Linked DNA regions of Mus musculus: region 1 is linked to region 2. Evidence: chromatin contacts called from public promoter capture Hi-C data. All regions are on one chromosome and are shown on one strand. The core of a region is the stretch at or near the end of the contact, and the rest is flanking DNA. Distances in the headings are between cores, read along the strand shown.

The links. Promoter capture Hi-C pulls out the DNA fragments that hold promoters and counts their contacts.
Region 1: a contact with region 2 is called in a promoter capture Hi-C map of pre-B cells. The contact joins the promoter of Nav2 here to the promoter of Tmem86a in region 2. A contact is called at or near these places in 2 of 39 promoter capture datasets (cranial neural crest and pre-B cells) and 1 of 484 Hi-C or Micro-C datasets (embryonic stem cells).

Annotation. Positions count from the first base shown.
Region 1 is chr7:49,242,157-49,249,285 of GRCm38.p6, forward strand. Nav2 (neuron navigator 2) reads left to right here and starts at 4,033. Exons shown (of 39, transcript NM_175272.3): 1 at 4,033-5,042. The coding sequence starts at 4,785.
Region 2 is chr7:47,045,871-47,052,545 of GRCm38.p6, forward strand. It overlaps Tmem86a (transmembrane protein 86A), which reads left to right and starts at 4,770. Exons shown (of 3, transcript NM_026436.3): 1 at 4,770-4,931. The coding sequence starts at 4,911.

The DNA.
Region 1 (7,129 bases), core at 2,783-5,282, 2.2 Mb after region 2:
TTTTTCTTTTACTCCCAAATAGGCTCATGAAATATTTTACTTTGTACAACCTTTTAGGGCAGCGCACCATTTTCCTTCTCCTCTCTAACTGAGGGTCTGCAGGGGCAGCTGACTCTTGCATTTTCCCCATGACAGGCTGGAGTTTAAGATGTTTTTGGCTCTTTACAGGACTGTCTTCTTGGGAGGTCAGGCAGATGGAGTCTGTAATGCATGAAGGATGGGTTGATGGGGCTGGTCATGTACAGGTCATCGCTGAAGCCCCATCCCCACTTAGAATAGTGGCTGATGTTGAAGATCATGGGGGTGGGGGTGGGGGCAGTTGCTGCTTCCTGATTGGAGAATGGCTCCTGCCCCCAGGGGACATCCAAACGCCAGTGGTCCGGAGAGCTTTGGTGGTAAGTTTCAAACAGGCCTATTGCTGACAGTTGGATGAGTTTGAAAGTTTAGAGTCGGAGAACAAAGAAAGAAGCATTGTCAATGCTGGGTTTACAACTCGGCCTGTTTGGGGTTTGCATCTTCGTCTATACCGCATGTAATAAAAATGGACAAATGTGCTCTAAAATCATGAAATATTCTTTTCAGAACAGCTTGCTGTTCTCTGAACTACTGACTCTTTTAGCTACCAGTGCTTGCTAATGACATTGATTTAAAGTTACTTTTTTTTTCATGTTAACATAGTATCCACATGGAAGCAGTATACTTGCAGAATATTTTTGTAACGGACCACAGTCTGATTTAAATAGGAAATGTTGTAATTATCTCATTTTGCTTCCCACTTGCTATTTTTCTCTCTTGTCTAGTTTGGAGGATACAGATTTTTAGTTTAAGTAGGAAAAGTGAAAAGGGGGGTGGGGTGGGAAGGGAGATGAAACTGTTCCGGGAAGAACAGCTAAAATTATTAAAGTGACAAGGAGGAGAAAGGCACTTGGAAGCTGAAGGAGAAGGTGTGCGACTTCAGTTTAGAAACCGAAGACCTTAGAATTATATTATGTGTGGTTTGGAGTGTGCAAGTACACAAGTGTGCAGATGGGTGTGAAACACCCACATTTCTGTTTTAACATGAGAGGGAACTTAGGTCCTCGTGCCTGCAGGACACTTTACCTATTGAGTGGTCCCCTTAGCCTGCAAGTGCTTTTAATTCAAAGCAAAGAATGTACTGTTTATTATATTTGCACATATTTGACCCTCTCAGAACCTCCCCCAACCCCTGCCACAATGGCTTTGGTGCCTATTTTAACTGGGAACTTTTTTTTTTCTTAATGGCAAACACACATTGTGGCCATCACCAGTTCCGTGTCTGTGTCTGTGTCATACTTTACCAATGGACTGGGCTGCTAGTTGGATGCACCCAGAGAATCTTTGCAGAAGTGCTGTGAAAGCCACTTCACTTCAGCTAGGCCTTGAGCTGTTACACCTCTGTTGACGGTGGCCTAACCTTACAGTTTACAGTAGGAATCTCCAGAGTCCCAGGCTAGGCACCCATCACCTGGGAGTTTATTTGGAAGACAGCATCTCAGCCTTTTGGAGACCTTGAAGACCTATTGAATTGGATTTTGCAGTTCTTATGCATATGAAGGCTTAGGAGGCCCTGGAGGTACACTGAATGAACACTTTATTTGGCTAGAATTCTCAGCCTTAGTACACATCAAAACCCCCTGTTAAGCATTATTTAAGACACAGATTGCCTTCACTCCCCCCTTACCCTCTGGGAATTTTCATTCAGTAGGTTGGGATTGGGTGGAGTGTATCAAAAAGTGTTACAAGTTCTCTGTGCTGCTCTGGGGACTAGACCTTGGACACCCTCTGTGCCTAAGCTCTGAGGATATTTGGGAATAGCTCCACAATCCCTAATAGGGATCATGACTGCCCTTCTACAACTCTTCAGGCAGCTGTGAAGAATCAGAGTTCAAGGAGGAAAGTCCCACAACCCTTTCTCATGGCGTTCTTACTCAAAGGCAACTGCACCACTCATCCATTCAGTGACAATCTGGGTAGCTTTTCAGTCCATAGCGTTCTGCTTGCTTCTGACAGAATCTCATGAAAGTCAAAAGACGGCTCTTCCAAACATTTATTCCTTTAGAAGAGACTGCTCGGAACAATAAATATGTTAAATAAAACAAGATACTAGCATAGGAGATTGTCCAGATGGACGAGGGCAGAGTATACCATGTCAGGGACAAACTTGTGATTTAAAGAGCTAAACCAGGCTATGTGCATCCCCCCCCCCCCCGAGCTAGGGTAGAAAGGGCCTGCAAACAGGCTGGGAAATATGGGAGCAGGGAGTATCATGTCACATCTCAACACTCCAGGGGCTGTTTGAAAACTGAACTTTTACTTCAGTCTGGGCTCTTAGTTTAAGCTACTAACACAAAATGCTGTTGACAGGGCCGCTTTAACAACAAATGCCTCTTTCTCCTAGGCCTAGAGGCTGGAGATCTGAGATCAGGCTGCAGCCATGGTCAGATTCTTGTCAAGGGCTGTGGTTTCTGTGGATTCAGAAAGGCTGCCATTGCACTATCAGAAGTTATCCATCTTCATCGTGTCTCCTCTAACATGGCACTGGGCCCATCATGAGGACCTCTCGGTCACGTACTTACAACCTCCCAGAGGTTCCACTGCCTAAAACCAGTCGAGGATTGGGTATTTATTTACAGTATTTATTTACACTGGAATCAGACAGATTCTGGCAGATGCGGAGCGAGCAAACTGCCCACCACTGAGCTACATCTCCAGCTCCTTTTTACATTTTATTTGAACAAAGAGGATCATTAAATTGACCTCAACCTGGGATCCTCCTGCCTCAGCCTCTAAAGTAGCAGAAATTACAAGCTTACACCCCCATTCCTGGCCACATTAGAGTTTTGCCAGGTAAGTTTGAGAATGATATAGCCCATATCATTAGGATGAGTGAAATTCAACCCTATGGATGTTACAACTTCAGGCTATAGGATAGGAAGAAAGTGACAACATCTGTCCTAGACACAGAAAAGTGGCTTAAAGAGATGACAGTGGGACATACTCCGGTGGGTTCATTAATAATAAAGACAGATTTTTTTTTTCTGGTCCCCTACACTGCCAGACACTATCTCATTTAGCTGGGCAGTGCTTTTAGGGAAAAGTACTCAAACCTCCACTTGACTTGCATGAGACACAGTGTTAGGTCTATAAAGATGGAGGAACTTCCCAATTCAAATCCAAACTGATCTCTAAGGTGGGTGTCCTTGAAGATCAGCCCCATGCACCCTGTCTGCACTTTCTATTTTCCCTTCAGTCCTCAGACCCTGAGTCAGAGAGAGAAAGGAAGGCCTTCATGAAACCATGAAACCAGGGCAGGTTTAGCCTCAGCCTGCCCGGGTCACCAAGCCACTCTAATTACAGTCTGTGGTAGGTGGCAAGGAGGAGCTGTCTTGGGGCGCGAAGCTTCCCCGGCCATTGTATCAGCCTATAAATATTTCAAATACTTAAGTGCAACGTGCAACCTTTGAATGTCGCAGAGGAAGCTGTTGGGACGCCCCTGAGCCCACCCGGAAAGAAGAAATGGCTGGAGTGTCCTTCAGGCGGGGGACAAGGAGACCCGCCCAGTCATTCCCAATGGAGGTGCAGAGAGGTTGGGGCGTGCCTCCGGAACCCGCAAACCGTTGAGATGACCCGAGCGATTTGAAAAAGAGAAACTGATTTCCCCAACACATGCCTGGGGGTGGAAGGAGGCGGGAATCTACAACCCAACGGCGTTTTCAAAGGCGGCTCCGGGGACGCAGGGGTGGCGGCCCGCGGGGAGGCGCGCGCCGGGGCCGTGCCGCAGAGCGGCCACCAGCTCGCTTTGTACTTGCGGCCAAGCGCGGCCCCAGAGTTTCGGCGGCGGCCCCGCGGAGTTGAGGCCACGCCCCCTTGCAGTGCGAGTCGCGACCGCGGATTGGTCCGCGGCTAACCAATAGGCGCGCGGGAACGGCCCGGGCTGTCAGCGCGCGCCGCAGCCGGTCCTCCCCTGCGTCCAGCCCTGCAGCCCGCGCTGCCTTCCCCCGAGCTCAGCTTAGCGCAGCGCTGCCAGCCTGGCCAGCTGCGCGTCCTGGTGCCCGCGCTCTGTCACCACCGCCGTGCTGCGCTGGAGCGCACGGAGCATGGCCAGAGCCGCAGAAGCTCAGGTGCTTGGTGTTCGAGGGGCTTGTGAGCATCGGTGATCGGCTGTCACGCCCAGACAGACCTGTCTGCGGAGATCGCCCAGAGTCTGCCTAGGCGCGGGTGACCCTGTGGCGCGTTTGCTGGGTGACAGCCGCTTCGCGGTTGATACGTCTTGGGCTCCGTGCGTCCTCCGTCTCCCCATCCTCTGCTCTTTTGCTCCAAGGTTCACACCCGCAGGCTCCAGAGCGCGACGTGTGCGTCCCCGTAGCCGGTGTCTCTTCCTAAGGAGCCTTCTCACTTCGGAGACGCAATGACAAGTTAATATGGGCGTCCACGCCTCGGTTTCCCAGGAGAAGAATTGCCAGAGGCAGCGGTCCCCGAGAACCCAGAGCTTCTGAACAGGCCTCCCGCTGCGACATCCGCGCAGGTGGGACCTGCTGAGGGCAGTGACTAGCCCGCCACCCGGCAGGCGCACTCGCAGGATTTCCCCAGTTCCCCGACCCGGGGATTCTGTTTTTTGGGTTTTTTTTTTTTTTTCTTCCACTGTTGGTGGGCGCCTCGCGGGCCGAGGCCCGGCGCCTACTCGGCTGCCCGCGCTGCCTTTAGCGGTCGCCTCCGCCGCCGCTGCCAGGGACGTGCTGGGAAAGCCAAAGCCCCGGGAGAAGATGCCGGCCATCCTGGTAGCCTCCAAAATGAAATCGGGACTGCCCAAACCCGTGCACAGCGCCGCGCCCATCCTGCACGTGCCCCCGGCCCGGACTGGTCCTCAGCCCTGCTATCTTAAGTTGGGAAGCAAGGTGGAGGTGAGCAAGACGGCCTACACTAGCCAAATCCCCCTGAAATCGCAGGGGCTGCAGGAGCCGACGGGGGAGGGGCTCCCGTTGCTGAAGAGCAGCTCTCTGGAGAACGGGTTCGATACCCAGGTGAGCAGTGCTATGTGCTGGGGCACTATTACAGGGTGGGAGTGATGGATGATCCTTCATGAGGGAGGAGGACGGTTGCCTTGAGGAGAGGCTACCATAATGTGATTGGAGAGAGGAAGCATACCCCTTATGCTGCCAGATTGGAAGGATACATTGGTCAGTGGGTGTGGCCAGGAGGGGTTTAGCTGGCCAGGGTGCCAGAGGCTCTCCCGGGGAGCTCTGCAAAGCTAAGGCGTGCTGGCAGCCAGCTGCTTCTATGGGGCTGGAGCAGGTGTAGGGGTGCTTTCAAAAAAATGCATGCTGACATTGGAAATGTTAAGGGCCATCAGTGCCGAGCGCTTGGCCCCAAGAGGATGGGTATCTGCTGTTGTGATGTGTGTCTATACTCAGGTTGTAACCCCAAGGAGTGGCCTGGTGCCTTGATGGGTTGGGTACTACCTGGCTCAGCTGTGAGATCTAGGACAAGGGATACTGAGTGGTTGCCCTGAACTTAACCCTCCTCCTAGCTTGAAGATGGCTGGTCTCTGCCCCATCATTAGGGAGAAGGGATTCTGGCCAGGTGCTGCCAACTGCTAGCTGCTACAGACTCCTAGTAACTGGGGTGGCTTGGCTGTCTCAGAATGGCTGCTGTAGCTAAGCCCCTCCTTCTTGGGTAGTCTATGCTGCCAGCGTTGGTATCTCTGGTGATTAGGGAGGTGATGGTGTGGGTAAGAGCATGGCTGAACGAGAAACGGTGACTTCTACCTTTCCTGGCAGAGCAAGCAATCCCCCTACTGGGCTGGGTGACAGGCCCTGGCCATGCAATCTCTTTTAAGGAAATCCTTAAGGGCCAATCAGTTTCTCTTGGACTCCTGCCTTCCCTGCCGCCTTCCCCCTCTTCTGGCAGGAGGGAGCAGGGCCATGCTGTATTTTCTTGGCTGCCAGTCAGCAGGGACTTTTAGGGACAGGCTGACCTGACTGTTGTGGCTGTCCCAGTCCGGAGAGGAGAAGCCGGGAAGCCAGAAGGGGAGGCAGTCTTGAGTTGGTATAGGGCCAAGCAGCAACAGACCAGACGACCTTTTGGGCACCTACTTTCCCTGATCAGAGGTTAACGCTCAACACATTCCTAACCTTTCTGAGGGAGGAGCTGGGTCTAGAAGCTGCTCAGAGGCAGACTGTTGGAACTCAGAGCCGGAGAAGGCCCCCTCCCCACACAAGCTCCCGCACCCGCCCATCAGCGGGTGTCTCTCTTGATGCTGCACTTGCTAAACATTTTTGGAAGCTGACAGCCCTGACGGATGGTGTGTGGGAGGAAGGCAAGATCTCCTCCAGTGCTCCTGGGTCCTGGCTCTGCTAGGCCGTGTGCTCTGCTCTTTTTCTTAGAGCTACAGGCCTTGTCCAGAGGGCTCTGAAATGAGGGTGAGCACCAGGGTGCCTCCTTCCTCTGTGGGGGGTGAAGTGGGTGGTGTTTTGGAACAGCGACTGGGAATGTGACACATGCCCTCGGGCCCGATGAGGAGGACCGTAGGAATGAAGGGAAGGCAGACGCTGGGCTCATTCATAGCCAGACTCCTGCCTGCTAGTGCCCAGTTGACCCTTCAGCTGAGGAACAGTGGCAGAGGATTGCCATGAGCAGGCTCTGAGAAGGTGATTCACCACTCTCTCCATTAAGAAAAAAAAAATTTTTTTTCACTCTTAGACATCTCCATGAGTGGCTAACTTGGCCCTACTCCCTGGAGGCGCTGTTTCCCTCTGTCCCCATCACCCCACATTCCACCTCTCTTACTCTCCATGGGCATCACGAGGGTGGTTTGGATGGATGGCTCAGGAAACTGGCCACCTTCCAGTGGACAGCCCTGGCTTCCCAGCGGGCCCCTCCTTGCCAGCCCCTGAGTCTCCTAGGAGCTCTTCCATGTAGCGTGCACTCATAGCCCCACCCTGACATCAAAGGGGCTTTGGCAAAAGGATTTTGCCTTCTTTGAACAGGGTATCCCCATGGTGACAGACAGCGCACATCCACCCTCGATTATGGCTTGAGGACTGGGGCTGACTTAGCACCTGGTAATTTCCTGCTCCCAAACGTAATGTTTATCATTACAAGACACTCA
Region 2 (6,675 bases), core at 3,520-6,019:
CCTGGTCTACAGAGTGAGTTCCAGGACAGCCAGGGCTATACAGAGAAACCCTGTCTCAAAAAAACAAAAACAAACAAACAAACAAACAAAAAACTTAATCATGATGGTACAGGCCTTCAATCCCTCTGGGATTGTAAGTGGATCTTTGTAAGTCAGCCTAGTCTATACAGTGAGTTCCTGGCCAGCCTGGGCTACATAATAAGGCACTGTCTCAAAAACAAACAGACGAAAGAAAGAAGGGAAGAAAGAAAGAAAGAAAGGAAGAAAGAAAGAAACAGATAACCCCAACAACCTTATCAACCTACTCGCATACTTCATCTGACTTTGTTGCACTTCTAGTATCTCTTCTCCAAATCTTCAGAGTAAATGGGAGGGTGTAACAGCAGGGAAGGTTCTGAAAAGCCTGTTAGATGTCTTGGGGAAGTTGGGACCAGGCCTAGAGAGCCAGAACCATGCAGAGAAGTTAAGAACAGAAAACAACTGGCATCTACTGGGCCAAGTCTAAATTCCTTACTAGAACCTTCAAGATCCTTCCTGACCTAGCTCCTCTTAGTCATTCTCCACTCTCTCAATATCTCCTCTCCAGCTCACACAATCAACCTCTCCCTCCCAGTCCCCAGTGCCACAGGTGTGTCTCCTATTCAGCGTGTCTCCTGTACGCATCTGACTCCATCTTCTGAGCGATTTGTATCCATTGCTGTTTGATCAATGAAGGCTAACTTCTTCTTCTAGATTAAGCCCCACCTCCTTCTACCGTAGCAGGTACAATGGATCACTCTGATGTTTTCTTTCATGTCACGTCTGACATACCTTTGCCCCTTCAGTTATTATTATCATTTTTTTTTCTTGAGGCTGTGTTGACTGCTCTGGTCTTGATTTTGTTGGCTCAAGGCAGCCTCCCACATGAATTGCCTGAGCATCTGGGACTGCAGGTTTCTGACACCACACCTAGCTTCATACCTCAATTACTTCAGTTGCCACATCACCGGTCTGTTTACTTGCCTGCTTGTGAACTCCATGAGTCCAGAGGCTGATCCTAATCAATATTTACAACTTCAGCATCTAAGATGATAACTGATACATATAGATTTATTGGCCAAATCAACGGTGAATAGGGTTACCTTCTTTCAGACAGGCAGGTACAGAGGAGATGACAGGGCTGTGTGAGAAGGACCAGATGACAAGTCATTTGGGGTACAGAAAAGAAGAAATGCCAGTTTTCATTAAGTCCTACTCTAGCCCTCTACTACCTGGAATAGAGAATCAAGAAAGCCTAGAACACCCTCCCCAAACTGCTGAAGAAGTTTAAAAATTGATCAAAATATATTACCCATATGGATAAAATTAGGATAAGTTCTTTCTTTGAAGGAAAACACAGTTTTTAGTGTCTGTGTCAGACAAGGCTCAGCAGCATATAACTGAAGAGGATCAATTACTACCTGTAGAGATGTGGGCAGATTAACCAAACTGTTGCTAGTATTTGGTTTTCTTTTCCCTCTTGGAATTATAGAATCCACAATAAAATGGAATGTTCACTGAACAGTGAAGATTTTTTATTCTTGGCCAAGAATAGAAATGGAAGATAAATTTGCAAAGTAGCTGCTCTAACGGCTAATCAGGAAGTTATAGCCATCAGTTAAAAACAAAAACAAAAGCAAAAACAAAAACAAGGGCGGGATAGGCTACTGAAGGACAGAAAGAGTCCTATCTTTTCTGGGGATGAATAGAAAATTTCTGGGAATTCAGATATCCCTATTTTTGTTCCATTTAAAGTTCTTTCTGGTCACCTGTCATGGTGTTGAGAGGTGTCATTTAGCACACTATCATAGGATTGTAAGAAAGTCAGAAGTCACGGGGCAGTCATCTACTATAGATCTTAAACCTGACTGGTTGGTTAGCCACCTGGAGAAGAACTTCTGGCCGTTGGGCATCTTGTCTTCAAAGGTAAGGTTAGAGCAGGGCAGAAATTCAGGGAGTTCAAGCAGGCAGAGTGAGATGAGGATTAGATAGCAAAATCAACCATTGGTCCAGAGACACACTGCCAAAGCCCATTGGTCCAGAGACAACACTGCCCAAAGCCTGAGGTTTTAGGAAGACAGCCTGGAGTTAGCCAGGGAGGAGCATAGTTTCTAGAAACGCCAGATTCTCAGCCTGGTCAGGTGGGCTTTGTCCATGTTTTCCTCCCACCCTGACAGGCTCTCAGCTGAATTCAACTAGAAGTGGGAGTCCTGGGATGCACCGTACTTAAGTCTAGGGCTTGGGCTCCCAGGGCAGAGGGAAGGACCAAGGAAATATCTGGACTGCGTATGGTGACACACATTCAGTCTCAACAGTTGGGAGGCAGAGGCAGCTGATCTCTGTATGTTTAGTGCCAGCCTAATTTACATAGAGTTCCAGGTTACCCAGAGCCATACAGTGAGACTCTGTCTCAAAACAAAACAACAAACAACTCTGAATGGGCAAGAGGGCAGTCTTAGAAGTGGCACGGAGGAGTGGTGCTATGCTTTTGTGGGCCACCTACTTATGTAATTACTTTGCCTACTGGTAGTAAAATCCTGTGAATAACATTTTTAGACCTTTTATTTTTTTGTATCTTTAGGTATTTGTATATGAAGCTTATGACAATTGGTGAATTAGTAGGGCTAAGGTAGGACATTGACTTTCTTTTTTTCTTTCTCTTGTGTAACAGAACCCTGGCTATCTTGGATTCACTATGTAGACCAGGCTGGCCTCAAACTCAAGAGATCCACCTAGCTCTGCCTCCTGAGTGCTGGGATTAGAGGTGTGTGCCACTATGACCAACAACATGTTGGTCTCCAGTAATTTTGGCTGGCCCCAACTATTAAAGTTTACGGTCTCAGGGGTTGGAGAGATGGCTTGGTGGGTTAAAGCACTGCTCTTGCAGAGGACCAGAGTTCTGGTCCCAGCAGAGTTGCCATTCGGGCAATTCACAGATGCTTGTATACCACGTCCGGGAGTTCTGACAACTCTGACCTCAACTACATTCACTCTTCCCCTAGTAAGAGAAATCCTCTTAAAAGTTCACAGTCTCATCTTTATAATTAGGCAAACTAGGGTCCAGAGAAACAAAAATGCCTGGCTTGACTACACCCTTAAGTGACATGGGAAGGTTTGTAAATGCGTGTGGTGATTTTATAACCTGTTGATGGGAGACTGAGGCTCCAAAGATGGAGTAGCGTGTGCCCAATTACACCACCAGTAAGTCCCAGGCAAGGAGGGGCCAAGTCCGTGTTGCTTTCAGTTCAATGTTCTTTCTGAGCAACACATTTGGTAATAGTGTATATGACAAAGCCTTGGGGGCAGCCATTCTCATTGCTCATTCAGATAATGTAGGTGAGAAGCTGCTAACTAGGAAAAAACATGAGTGTGCCTAGAGATTAGGCATGTGACTCCCCTCCCTCAAACCTTGACTCTCACCTTTTTTGGATGACATTTGGAATTTTCGGTTGTCAATACTGTCACTAGGAAAAGGGCTGTCCCTCTCTGAGGGGATGTCAGGTCGGTAGTTTAGGGACCAGGATGGCTGGGGAAGGCCTGGAGGGGGAAATGAAGAGAATGACCTCAGGAAGAGCTCACTGGAGAGTTCAGTATGTGTCTCTCCCTGGCCAGCACGAGGTTGGGGTCTAGTATACAGCCCTGTATCCCCATCTCAGGAGTGGCCAGCGTTCTTTGCCTTTCCAACCGCTGAAAGCTTTGTGTATATTACAGACCACATTCCTACCCTTTTGGATGTATTTGGAAACCTGCATCCCCATGTAGCCTGCTAGATAGACTTGTACTTCCCGAAACCAGGTACCTTTCCCCTTCTTCATCCTACACAACGTGTCTGGATTGAGCAGAGCCTTAGAGGTCACCCATGCATTTTACAGTTGAGGAAATCTAGGCTACAGAGGCAAAGGCTATGGAAGTGGCAAACACAGCCGCATTGCAGTCCATTTGACTCCTTGCCAATCCACCAAATTCTGAACACATACTTCTAAACATGCTTCAAACCACTAGTATTATAACCATTTTATTGTTTTTCTGGCAGCCAGTTTACACGCCTTTGGGTCTTTTGGTCACCGTTGCTGCAGCTGTGAGGGGTGTATGTTCAAGGCAACCTAGTGCCTGTAATTTGTTTACTCATTGCTGTTATGGGGTCCACATACAGGCTGCTGCTTGCTTTCATCGTGTCTTTCATGGTACGGTGAAGGATGATGGTCAACCCACAGCTCCCTTTCTGTAGCTTTATTTGTTTAGTGTACAAGTGTCCACGCGTGCTTAATGCTACTACGAGTCTATATAGTATATTGTGTGCCTGGATACATATCTCTTACCATGCTGAACGTTGAGTGTCTGTTGATCCTCTGTGTCCATTGGGACACATTGGGACATTGTCAAAGACATGTCTTAAAGGAATTGCATCCGCCTAGATGGTATGTTTAAAGGTTGACGAGAATCTGCCTTTGCTTTTTGTTCCGGTGTTAAGAGAAGATGCATCTCGCTGTGCTCCGGGTCAGTGGTGTGCCTGTCTCTTAGCCAGGCTGGCTATCCAACCTTGGGGGTCGCCGTCACGTTCCGGGATGCCCTGGCACGCCTCCCTAAGAGGCGTGGCCTGAAGGCCACGCCCACGCCCGGGGGTGGGAGGATCTCCTTTTCAACGCAGAAACAGAGGGAGCCCGGCCGGCGCCGCCAGCAGGGCTCCGCCCATACGAGGCTTCGGCCCGTTCATTGGCTGGGTCTGTGGTGACGTCGTCGGGTTCACAGACAGTACTCTGAGCGCCCAGCGCGCGGGAGGTATTGTGCTTCACCCCAGCTTTGTTCGGTCGTCTGCTCACCTGGCTCTGGGTGCGTCCTGGTGGTGCAACCCGGAGCGGGTGCCAGCAGCCGCAGCCGCAGCCGCCGCCGCCATGGTGTCTCCGGTCACTGTGGTGAGTGCGCGAGCGCGCGAGCCCGCGGCCAAGCCCCCCGGGCCTGGGACGAGGCAGCGGCAAGCCGGGCCGCCGAGGGGGGCGGAGGAAGGTGCTGTCCCCTCCGGGGAAGCGGCTGCTGTCACGGTTTTTAGCTCCTCACTCTTGTAGCGTCCCTCCTACGCGCGCCCCTCGTCTGCCCGCGGGAGGGAGGAAAACATTGTGCACGTGACTCGGAAGCGTGACTGTTGATCCATGAGTGTCTGGAGCGGGTCTGCAGGTCTTGGCCTGGAACTGGATGCTGCAGGCCCTAGGGTTCTGTGTGGTGGACCCTCAGGGAAGCATTCGAGAGGGTGCAGGGGGGTGCCGACTTCCTGGGAATGCCCCAAGTTTCTCTTAATATTGTAGGTGCAGGAGGTGACGCCTCTGTCTTAGTAACGCTGTTCAGGCGATAGGTGAAGGTGGACCTCTCTCTGTTGACCTGACCTCCTTTCCAGACTTTCTCAACTCCAGCCTTTGAGTTGTCTCTTCACACTTCTAAGGCTGGCTTCTCTGACTGTCATGATTTCACCACTTACTGCCAGTTTCTTCTAGGAAATATGGGTCTGGGGAGTAGGGGGAGGGGGAGCAAAGGTGATGTTTCTGAAGGCTGACAGGTGGAGCTGGGCATGCAAAGGTGATGTTTCTGAAGGCTGACAGGTGGAGCTGGGCATCCCTCCCCCCCCCCCCCCCCCCCGTTTCCTCCCTTTGGCCTTGCCCTCACTCTGACTATCCCTGATAAGGGAGTTTCCATGGGAAGGGAGTGTCAACTCTGCTCCCATCTCTAACCTCTGGAAAAACAAGAGCAGGCTTGTACTCTGGACCCACTATATGTCTCTTCTCTACCCTTTCCTAGTTGCATCAGGTACCTGGTTGCCAGGGGATCTAAGTGTCTTGTCCCTTCAGAGTCCTGTGTGGAGTGGCTTGCTCACACACAGTCAGAGCACTTTTGTTGGAGTATGGGTCTATAGGGAACCTCAACTGCTCCAATTCATGCTCAGAAACCCTGAACTTGCAGGCCAGGGGAAGGAGCTTCGGGAGACCACAGAACATCTGCAGAATCTCCTCCCCCTGCTCAGACTCTGCCTGCAGTGGCCTTGAGTAAAACCTTTCTTTAGCTGCCCTCCCCCTAATCCAGCTGAGACCCAGTCAGCTGGCCAACTTCCCCCTCTCAGTTCCCCATCTCCTCCCAGCCTGTCTGCTGGCTCCAGATCAGAAGCCCTCCCCACCCCCCTTCCTGTCTCTGGTGCCTCAAGTTGCTCTTGTTCTCTGGGAAAGAAATGGCCAACATCCCCTTTTCCTAGCCTGGAAACCTCTGGCCTTTCAAACACTGTTTCTTCTCCCAACACAGATCTAGTTCTCTTCCCAGCATCCCTAGCACCTCTCTTTGTCCTTGATGCCACCTTTAGTCTGACATAGGTAGAGTGGAAGGTCGGGGCGGGGGCAGGCAGGACAGAAAGCTTGTGGGGTGGAGGTACTGTCACCCCTACATTCCTGACACTCACCTGGTGTTGCCAGGGCTTTAAGCCCGAGTCCTGGCTCTAAAGCTTGGGTCATGAGTTGGCCAGTCAGTGCATTTCTGTGGTTTCCCTGTGACCTTACTCCAGTTCCACACAGCTGGGAGCTTAGGCTGACAGGGAGAGGTGGTAAGGGGTGCCTGGAGAAGGGGAGAGCAGAGAGCCAGGAGGGAACAGGGCTGGGCTGCAGAAAGGAGTATCCTAATCGG